Linked DNA regions of Ovis aries: region 1 is linked to region 2. Evidence: chromatin contacts called from public Hi-C data. All regions are on one chromosome and are shown on one strand. Each heading gives the region's core, a stretch centred on a gene start, on an enhancer-like site or on the middle of the called end of the contact. The rest is flanking DNA. Distances are from core to core; before and after follow the strand shown.

What was found. Hi-C and Micro-C count contacts between places; a contact is called where the count stands out from the background.
Region 1: a Hi-C map of skin fibroblasts shows a contact between it and region 2, with 3 times the contacts expected there. The contact joins the promoter of ADRA1B here to the enhancer-like site in region 2. A contact is called at or near these places in 4 of 16 Hi-C or Micro-C datasets (liver, skin fibroblasts and tail adipose tissue).

Annotation. Positions count from the first base shown.
Region 1 is chr5:69,082,693-69,088,178 of ARS-UI_Ramb_v3.0, reverse strand. ADRA1B (adrenoceptor alpha 1B) reads right to left here and starts at 2,049. Exons shown (of 2, transcript XM_015096166.4): 1 at 678-2,049. The coding sequence starts at 1,626.
Region 2 is chr5:68,847,462-68,853,259 of ARS-UI_Ramb_v3.0, reverse strand. The region is part of intron 6 of LOC121819669 (a long non-coding RNA gene); the gene reads right to left. Among named protein-coding and RNA genes, the nearest start is that of TRNAC-ACA, 17 kb to the left of the region's middle. Within about 2 kb of position 2,414, at least 4 of the 54 cell types and tissues checked have an H3K27ac peak or open chromatin away from gene starts, as enhancers often do.

The DNA of each region.
Region 1 (5,486 bases), core at 800-3,299, 240 kb before region 2:
GATATTTTTGGATAATCCTCTGACCATCAACCTTCTCTTTCAAATCTCAGAGCTTTAGATTAAGGTTGATTGGGGGTGTGAGGCATAAAATGCTCTTACTAACTCATAATGAAGGGAGTACGTGGAGGTGAGAGGAAGTGGTAAGGGATGGGGGCAGAACGCAGCCTCTGCAAAGCTTTAGAGGACCGTGGGTCTCTGCAAAAGCCCTGGACATGCTGAATGAAAACTGCCTTCCCTTGTCCGAGCTGCCTCTGCTTCCCAAATGCCGTGTCTGCGGTAACTACAAACTATTTTGTATGCTGCATTAGTGACAGACACTGCCTTAGCCGACACATCATTACAACTGAAATAATGCTGGTATGATGTTCAAGTCCAGTGTCCTTTTTAATTATTAAGCCAAGGCAGTTGAATGAGTCATTCCACATACCAGATTTTCCTCCCATGGTTCTATTTCGAGTAACTCGTACCTCCCCTTAGCATGTTCTGCTAACACCTGAGTTGGTTCTTAGCCAGCTACCCATTCTGCAAAGCCTTTGCAGAACAAACAATATTCCCCAGCCTCCAAACACACACAGACTGCATAAAAAACCCCAAACCCATGAAAACTTTATAGTAAGCTCATCAGTAATCCCAAAAGCTGAGGATGCCCAGTTCCCCTCGGCCAGTCCCCAACTTACCAAGTGGCAGAGCGATGAAGAAGGGTAACCAACACAAGATGAACATGCCGACCACAATGCCCAAGGTCTTGGCTGCTTTCTTTTCCCGGGAGAACTTAAAAAGTTTGACAGCTATGGAACTCCTGGGGTTATGGCCCTTGGCCTTGGTACTGCTGAGGGTATCCTCGTGAAAGTTCTTGGAGTGGATCCTCAAGGTCAGCTCCTTGGAGTTGGACATCTCCTTCATGACTCCAGCCTCCAGGTTCTTGGTGGTCCTCTTGGCAACGATGTATACGCGGCAGTACATGACCAGAATGACCGCCAGAGGGATGTAGAAGGAGCCCAGGGAGGAGAAGAGGGCGTAGAAGGGTTCTTCAGTGACCCCACATTCCCTGTCATCGTTGGGTGCCGGCTCCTTCCACCCAAGAAGAGGCCCAATGGAGATGACTGTGGACAAGACCCAGACACCAAGGAGCGCCAAGATGGCCTTCCTCCTGGTGACCAGAGATGGGTACTGCAGAGAGTAGCGCACCCCAATGTAGCGGTCGATGGAGATGGCGCACAGGCTCAGAATGGAGGCTGTGCAGCACAGGACGTCCACGGCGGCCCAGATGTCACAGAAGATCCGGCCCAGCACCCAGTAGCCAAGCACCTCCAGGGCAGCAGAGAAGGGCAGAACGGTGAAGCTTAGCAGCAGGTCGGCAATGGCCAGGTTGACGATGAAGTAGTTGGTGGGCGTCCGCAGGTGACGGTTGCAGGCCACAGACAAGATGACTAGGATGTTGCCCACGATGGCAAAGAGGATGAAGGCGCCCAGCACCAGGCCCACGGAGATGGCCCTGGTGATGTCCAGCTGAGGCAGTGTAGAGTTGGTCGAGGTCTGGTTGGGGCCAGTGAAGTTGGCATTTTTCAACTCTCCCCAGTGGGCAGGTGCTGATGTGTTGTGGCCGGTGTCCAGATCGGGATTCATTTTAGAGTCCGCCCTCCATAGCCAGCGGGGTGACAGGGCTCAGAAGGCTGCGGGGAAGGCTCTTCAGCTAGCTGCCCTGAAACTTTGCTTCCCCCGTGGTCTTCTTCCCAGAGGTGCCCTCCTGGCGAGAAGTCATCTCCCCCGGGCAGCCCAGCCCGGCAGCACGTCTCCTGCCTGCACCGAGCCGCTCGCTCGCCTGTCAGAGGGAGGAGGAGGAGAGAAGGGACGAGGCGGCAGCTCCAAGTTTAATGGTCCACGTCAGGCGCGCCAGGCCGGGCTCGCGGAGAGCGGCGGGGAGGAGAGGGTGGCGGGGCAGGGGGCGCCCGGCTCTGCCCGGTCCGCGGCGGGTCTGCGGACAGCGGCGCCTCCGCCCAGCCAGCGCCGAGGAGGGTCTGCTTTCAATGAGCCGCCTCTGGGCTGACTGCACGGCGGTGACATCAGGCGGGGGAGCCCGGCGCCCTGACTCCGCGCGGCACTAGGGGGCAATGCGGGTCCAGCGAAGGCTTCCGCTGCCCCGACGCCGCCACCCAGATGAGCTCCGAGGCCGGCTGCGCCCCGCGCCGCCCCCGGGGGGCAAGCCGGTAGGGTGTGCAGAGAGGGGGGCGGGGTAGGGCGACCTCAGCGTGGGGATTCCCCATGCCCTCCATTCCTCCCCAACCCCCCACCCCGAGTGGCCCTCTGGGGTTCTTTTGCCTCCTGTTCACCGCGCAGTTTTAAAATGGGGGTAGGGGTGCTTGTTTTTAATGAGGGGGGTCTGGAGTGAGCTTTGCAACTTGCGTGGAACCTAAAAGAGGCAGAATTCGATGGTTAAGCAGGTTAGAGGGCCTTGAGTCAGGTCTGAGACCAACCCCCATCCTTACCTCCCTGTGCAGCCTTTCTGGTGGAAAGCTTCTTGTCATTCATTCATTCGCTCACTCACTCATTCATTAAACAGGTTGTTAATCGGGCGTCCACTGTCTGCCCTGGGTTCTCTTCTAGGTGCTGTGGGTATAGCAGCTGAACCAAGTAGATAAAGACCCCTCTGTCCTTGGGGAGCTTATATTCTAGTGGGAGGAGACCTACAAATAAGTAGGCAAATTCTGAGATGTGCCCTAGGTGGACAGGTGTAACAGAAAATAAGGCAAGGTTGGGGAAATGGAATGGTTTGGAGGCACATTTGAAATTTTATCTGGGTGCTCAGGAGTTTACTGAAGTGATGTTTGAGTCACGACCTGAAAGAAATGGCAACAAACTGTAGGCTATCTGGGGGTGGCAGTGGGGGTGGGGGTAGGGCGGCGACTTGGAGAATCCATATTATTTGTTGATTTTTTCCTCCCTTTCTGCCTGATATCCACGTTGGACATTCAGCTATAGGGACACACTCTCCAAGGTGGATGAATGGTACCTAGGAGAGAAGGTGTGGCTAAGGATGCTGAGGGAGAGCCTCATGTTAGTTAACATTTATCCATATGTCCCAGTCCCAGACAGCGTGCTAAGTACTTTTCCTATTTTCTTACAACACTAGGAAAGATAGACCGTTCTCATAACCATTTCATTCTGCAGATGGGATGCTAAGGTGCAGCAAAATTGAACTCTTTGCCTATGTTCACACGGCCATCAAGCAGAGAATTTGGGAGCGGAACTCAAACGCACATCTACCCAAAGTTGAGCCCTTAGCTGCTATATGTCACACTTTTCCTCCAGAAGAAAGAAGGGGGTGAATCCCACCCCCAGCTTTATTGAGATATAACTGACATATAACATTATGTAAGTTGATTTGAGACCCTTATAAATTGAAAAATGATTACTATCATACTGTTAGCTAATACCTCCAACATATCACATAATCACCATTTCTTTTTTTGCAGTGAGACATTTAAAATCTGCTCTCTTAGCAACTTTCAAGTATATAATATAGTATTACTACAATCACCATACTGTACATTAGATCCTCAGAACTTATTCATCTTATAACTGGAAGTTTGTATATTTTGACCAACATCTCCCCACCCGGTCCTTCTCTGCCAACCCATGGTAACCACCACTTAACTCTGTTTCTATGAGTTTTTTTTAAAGATTCATATATAAGTGATATCATGTAGTATCTGCCTTTCTCTGTGTGATTTATTTCACTTAGCACAATGCCCTCAAGTTTTATCCTCGTTGTTGCAAATGGCGGGATTTCTTTCTTTATCTTGGCTGAATAATACTCCATTGTGTATGTATATCAATCTTCTTAATCCATCCATCAGTTGATGGACGCTTATTTCCAAGTGTTGGCTCTTGTGAATAATGCTGCATTGAACATGGGGGTACAGATATCTCTTTGAGATCCTGTCTTCATTTGCTTTGGATATATACCCAGAAGCAGGATTGCTGGGTGATATAGTAGCTCTATTTTCAATTCTTTGAGGAACCTCCTTATTGTTTTCTATAGTAACTATACCAATTTACATTTGAGATAAATGTTAATTGATTGTTATAGATGGAGCTATCTTTGAAATAGTCAATTTTGGGATCCGAGCCACTAGTGGCGGGAAGAAACTTACATTTATTGAGTTTCCACTGATAGTCAAGCATTTACTCAATTTCTTTTATTCTTCACAACCTTTAAGAGAAACATACCACGCTCCACTGAAAGTTGAGAAAACCATGATTCAGAGAAGGTTAGTGGATTCCTGAGGTTGTATGGCTAGCAGACATGCAGCAGAGCAATGGGTAGTGATAGCTGGAGATTGAGAAGTAAAGCCTATGCTTTCCTTTATTCTCATCCAGAATCCTGCATCTTCCTACTTCCTGCCCTTGATAATCAGTATAGCCTGGTGTTCAGGGATAGGGAACCGGGAAACCACTCAAGATGATTTACACTTCAGTTCTTCATCCTAGAGGTGGGTCCCTAACCTCTTCTGGGGAATATTGTACACCTATCTAAGGATTTACTCTTCTCCCACCAAAATTTACAGACTCTCAAATGCATAAAATATAAAATTTCAAGGAGTTCCCTAAGATTAAGGAATCTGTGGTTGAGAGAACCCTGAAAATACTCTTTCTATTTCAATTAAACTGGCTTAAGTTGTATTTGAAGATTTTAAAATAAGAGATTCACAGGTTTATAGTGATTCAGGTCTTCCAGAGCTGGCAGAACCCTCACTTGCCCATTTTCTCATTTTGGAGGTAGTCCAGGAGGTAGAGGAAGTTGGTGAACTCCCGTAACTACTCAGGTGCAGAGCTGGTTCTCAAACTCCATTTCCCTGGCCCACAGAGCAGAGGGAAGCCACACATGGCAGCTACTCATGACTTACACAGTGAGATGTGAGATGGGGACAACTCAGGCAGGCCTCTGCCAGGGTCCTTGCGAAGAGAAGAGACTGTCCTTTGTCTTGGGTGGCTCATGTACTAATCTGTCTGGAGATAGGGCCTGAGCTAGACGGTCTTTTGAGGTTTTCTAGTTTCCAGTGGTCAGCTTCCTTTGCTGGATAAAGTGGCCTCTTACAGCAACCTTGCTGCCCCTTTCTCCCATGCATCATCCATAGTGGGTTGGGAGCGGGGTCTCATATGCTCAGCTCCCATCATCTTCATGTATCTTCAAGTCTAGGATGATGGCACTTCTCTTGAACTGGTTTACTCCCAAGGCAGAGTGGGAGGAGGAAGAGAACGCCAGTAAGTCGGCAGAAAGCTGGCGATTAGCACAAAGTCAGGGATGTGGGAGGGAAAGAGTGGGGCGAATGAGAAGCAAGTTTGAAGTCCACATTTTGATTGTGGTGGCCCATTTCCCACTTCCCTGGGCATTAATTTTACCAGCTATTGAGCAGCCAGCAACACATACTGAATTTACAGAGACTGTGTCTACATAATCACAGTAACCAGCTGCAGTGTGAAAA
Region 2 (5,798 bases), core at 1,165-3,664:
GGTTCCTGGGATGGAGAATCTGATTGTCCTTGCATAGGCCATGTCTTTGTCCCAGGATCATTCAGCCAGGGAAGAGAGGAAACTGCTATGATCTGAACTGCCACTCTGATGCATGGCTCCCACGTCTGCCTTGCAATGAACAGAGTCCCATCTTTTGTGGGGGTTGGTGTGAAATTGGTGGATAAAGCTATAACTACCCTTCAAAGTCTGCTATGTTTCTTTCTAGGGATGTAAGACATTGCTTTTTCTTCCTTTGATCACCAAATAAGTTTTAAAACTACACTATTAAAAAATTGAGTTTTCAGCACTAAGACACATACTTAGCCTGGAGAACCACTTTTGCAATTAGGGCATCCCATGAAACCAATGAACATTTGCTTAGGGGCTAGTGAAATAGTGGCTGGACTTGCTCACACTTTTTAAATCCTCTTAACCTCTTCCTCTTTTGACAAATGCAGACAGCTGAATTCACAGAGTTTAATATATATTTGATGCAACACAACTGTCCACCAGAGATGGACTAATATGGAACTTCCCTGGTGGCTCAGATAGTAAAGAGTCCACCTGAAATGCAGAAGCCCGGGGTTCAATCTCTGGGAAGATCAGGAAGATCCCCTGGAGAATGGAATGGCAACCCACTTCAGTATTCTTACCTGGAGAAGTCCATGGACAGAGGAGCCTGGCACGATACAGTTTGTAGGGTCACAAAGAACCAAACATGATTGAGTGACTAACACACTTTAAACAATATAATAGCATGACACAAACCTTAGAAGTAACAGTCTAGCATCCCCCTGGTTAGTTACCAAAAAAAAATAAAGGTGAGGTAATTATCAAGAATGGTATCCTGGAAGAGAGCTTTGAGGGGGCATTTCTTCAGTCTTGATTCAACAACAATATACATTATTTTTTAGACAAGTTAAAACAAGTTTTCTTCTGCCTCCTGAAATTCCAAATTCAAAAGCAAATGAGGCATTAAAAAAAAAAATTAAGCCTCAAAAGGCTTCAGTACCTACTGCTATGCCATACTGTGGGGTTTTATTTGAATATGTTTTGCTTTTATTGCTTTGTGCTTTTTCCTGTCTGTGATTTACAAAGTAGTGTGGGAAAACAGTTAATACCGAATAAAAGTTAAAATTAAAACCACTTTTTCCACTATGGTGCTGTCTCCTTCCCACCCCCTCATCCCTGGGGGCCTGTTCAACTGAGTTTAGTAGCACAAAGGATACTTAGTTCCTAAAGTCATAATCAACCTAAAATGAACTGATTTCTTAGCGCCAGGTCAAGATAAATGGTTAGTTGACAACTATGGTTGATAATATTGAGAGAATTGATAAATAATGAAACAAGTTCATTTTAAGATACTTGTAGAATTCTGGAAGTTAGTGGCACATATTAAACAATTTGGGTTAATTCAAACAACATTATGTTTGGAGCTAAGCTTGCTTTGGGGTCCAAATAGTTTCTAAGAAGAACAACTACTGTTCATAGCCCTCTGACACAAGACATGTTACATAGGCAGGAAAAGCATGTTTCTCTCCGCCCACCTGAGGAATGACACCTAAATCTTTTCAACCTGAGGAGACAGATGTGCCCCATCCCAGGTGGTGATTCAGCCAAGGCTCTGACAATCCCTCCAAGTCTTTGCTGAATACTTACTATGTGCTAGGCCCAGTGCTGCTGTGCTATCACTTTTATACCCCTTTTCCAGTTTAACCCATAAAATGTTTTACACAACATGTTAAAATCCCATTTTACATTTGAGAGTACTGAGACTCACAATGATCAAGAATCTTTTCTTGGTCAGACAGTTCTACTCCCTAGAATAACAATAACCAAAGTAAACAGGAAAGAGGGTTCACACTGAACATGGAGTAAGTAAGGAAGATAAAGTCAGTATCCATGAGATACATTAATGCAGTAACAACAGTGTGTCTGAGATATGGTTCTAGTATCTTTGCTGCTACTGCTAAGTCGCTTCAGTCGTGTCCGACTCTGTGCGACCCCATAGACGGCAGCCCACTAGTTTCTATCATCCCTGAGATTCTCCAGGCAAGAGCACTGGAGTGGGTTGCCATATCTTTAGGTACTATCTTTAATCATCACATTGACACTAGGAAATAGGTTGTAAAATGGTCTCTATTTTAGTTCTGAGGAAGGTTAGGAAAACTGTCAGTAACTGAGCATTGCATGGTAACTCCTACAGACGTGCTAGGACAATAAAACAGACCCTGGTGCAAAGGACATTGAGAAAAGTCAGGATAGCTTCAGGCTGCAAGTCATGACAATGAAGACTCTAAGTGGGGAGAAAGGCCTTCCACGTAAGCAAGTTTATAGGCTGTAACACACTCAGTCCAAGTGTTTGGTGACAAGAGCAGATAGTTATCTCTGAGTCACAGCTCAGTAGGAAGTCTTCAGAAAGGAGAGGCTGACTGGTTGCCATGAGTCAGGAAGCTTCTCTAGGAGAAATGACATGCCATGAACCTTATAGCACAAGAGCATTTGGCTAGGGCTTAACCACACTGCAGAGTCTTCATGGGTAAGTTGGGTTCCGGGGAGTGTTTGTGGATGAATAAGTCACCATTATAACTGACCTTTTTCTCCACCAACTACTACCATCCAGCAAGCAAAGGGATTCTATTTTTAAGTCAAACTGTGCATTGGGTGTCTATGTGAAACACAAGCTATGTTGAATTTTTAAAGGGATCAAAGCCTTACTATAAAGGAATGAACTTTAATGAGTCAGTTAGCAGAGTGGCAGGTATCAGAGAAAGGAACAGTGGGATTTGAATAACAATGCTTCCCTAAGGTGCTGGAACAGACAAGTAAAATGGTTAGATTCCCAGTATTTGCTTCAAAATATTCTTAGGGGTGGTGGAAGGTGATAGAAAATATAGAAATATAGAAAATATTAGATAGGCCATAGGTTGATAATGGCTGAATCTCTGTGATTAATATGTTAGGGTTCAGTATACTCTTCTACTTTATGTATGTTTAAAATTTTCTATAATAACTTTAAAAAAGAAACAAGTATAGATATGGTCTACTATTCTATTCAATAGAAAATTTCATACCACTGGGAATATAAATGTGACCAAGGGGATGGCTTGGATTTCCTGCACAAAGCTATAGGTTTTCCTTACATCCAAACAATATCTAGGTCCTTTACGTCCAACCTCCAAAATTCACCTCCAGTGTCCACTTCTCTCCATCCCCCCTGCACCACCCAACCACCACCAACAGTGTGGCCTCTTAATATGCCTTCCTATTTCCAGTAGAATGTCTATTTCCAGTCTCTTCTGCCTACAGAAGGAGTGATCTTTTCAAAATGCTAATCTGATATTTTCATGAGAAAAAAGCAAGCTGCAGAACAGTATAAGAAAGGGAAAACCACATACATTCATACATACATATTTATATACTACTTGCTTATATTTGAAAGATAAACAAATACTTATAAAAATAAAAGAGGAGGAAGTGCACAATTGAGGACATAGGTTGGCAGCAAAATTTCTCTGAATGTCCTCTTATAAATCTTGACTTTGGAATCACGTAATGTTTACACACTCAAAAAATAACATTAAGTAAAAATAAAATAAAATAAGACATTTATGAAAATTGAATACAAATTGAAACAACAACAAAAAAACCAAATGTTTATTAACTACACAAAGAAAATAGTCATTTCAACTTCCATAAAATTGTTTTGACTTTATATTCTTGTGAAACATATTTTAAAACCAAGAAAAGCTGCAAATAAATCTTAGGACTTCATTCAGTAGTCTTATTGTTAGTATTAGGTAGAACCATACAAAATTGCCAATATTTGGCCACTGTTGACCTATAAAATGAAAATTTCTCTTATTGCAAATATAGTAATATTATATACTAATATTATTTTATACTATAAATATAACAATATATTTTGCATATAATCTAATTCATAAAAATATAAATATAGTATGTTATAGCAATATTGTTCCTTTTAGAAATATTTTCTATATATTGTAGCATGAAACAAGTAATCAATGTTGTTAGAACAGTCTTCAGCAAAGTAAGAGAATTATTATTTTAGAAGTTAATAAATATCTTGATTTTTAAATGAGATATAATTGATACAATATTTTATAAGTTTGAGAGGTATAATGAGTTGATTCGGTACTTTTATACACAGCAATATGATTACTATAGTAATGTAGCAATCATCACTTCTTTGTGTTGAGAACTATAAAAATCTAGTCTATTAGCAACTTCAAAGTTTATAATATAGTATTGTTAACTATAATCACTATGCTGTGCATTAGAACTCCAGGACTTATTTATCTACTAGTTGCAAATTTGTACCCTTTAACAGTATCTCCCAATTTCCCCATTCCTATCCCCTGATAACCATCCTTTTACTCTGTGTTTTCACACATTCAACTTTTTTAGGTTGCATGGCTAAGTCATAGCATACAGTACTTGTCTTTCTCTTTCTGACTTACTTCACACAGCATAATGCTCTCAAAATAAATTGCAAGTATCGTATGAACTTGTGATTTTTTTTTCAAAAATATTAATTCCTAACTGTCCACTAAAAAGGCCTAAGCCTAAGACCCAGATTGTGGTGTCTAAACATCTTCCCACTAAAAGAAAGCAGAGATACCGGTGGAAATGGCAGAAAACAGAAAAATTAAACTGGGTATATATTATTATGTAAGGAAACTATCAGAGTAATGAGGTCCAGTTAAAAAGACAAAGATCTGACATGAGGGACTTCCCACTGGCTAAAGCAGGACAATTTATGCATCAATAGAATGATGACTAAAATTAATTAAAACACATTGAATATATAAAAACCATAAATTCATAACAATACTCAAAAAAAGAGAAAGTGAAAATAAAAGGAAGGGGGAGAAGAAGGTGAAAAGCACATCATTGGAAACACAGAAGTAACTAGGTCACACTTTTCTCTGCAAGCTTGTAATTAAAGTGAAAGAATCAAATATCTATCCTGCCTTTCCTGGAAGAACCGTTTTCCAGAGTAGCATAATAACCCTTGATGATGAGATAAATTTTTATCTTTCATAGAGGGATTCTAACTAATAAATGTGTTAGGAAAGATAGCATTAGAAACTCATCATTCTGCAATTCTTAGTGAAATAATTGATTCAGATAATGATCATCTTTGGATGAAATCATTGGTTTAAAGGTTGATGAGGAAATTTACAATGGAGGGATTTAAGCTTTCATTTCCTTCAATGCTAAACCAGTTTTGTTTTCCTGGTATAATTCTCATTTGATCATAATGTCTAATCTTTTTTATGATATGAATGGTTTGCTAATATTTTGTTGAGGATTTTTATGTCTATATTGGGGATAAAAGTAAAGTGAAGTCGCTCAGTCGTGTCCAACTCTTTGCAACCCCAGGACTGTAGCCTACCAGGCTCCTCCATCCATGGGATTTTCCAGGCAAGAATACTAGAGTGGGTTGCCATTTCCTTCTCCAATATTGGGGATATTGGCCTAAATTTTTTAATTTGTATTATGTCTTTGGCTTTGGTATCAGAGTAATACTGGTCTCATAAAGTGAGTTGGAAAGTGTTCTTTCCTCCAGTATTGTCTGGAATAATTTGTGAAGAACTGCTATTATAATCTTTAAATGTTTGATAGAATTCACCAATGAAGACATCTAGGCTTAGGTTTTTTTCCTCAGAAGATTTTAATTACTAATTAAATTTCTTTACTTGTTATGGATCTATTCAGATTTTCTATTTCTTCTTGGGTCAGTTTTGGTAATTTGTGTCTAAGAATTTAAA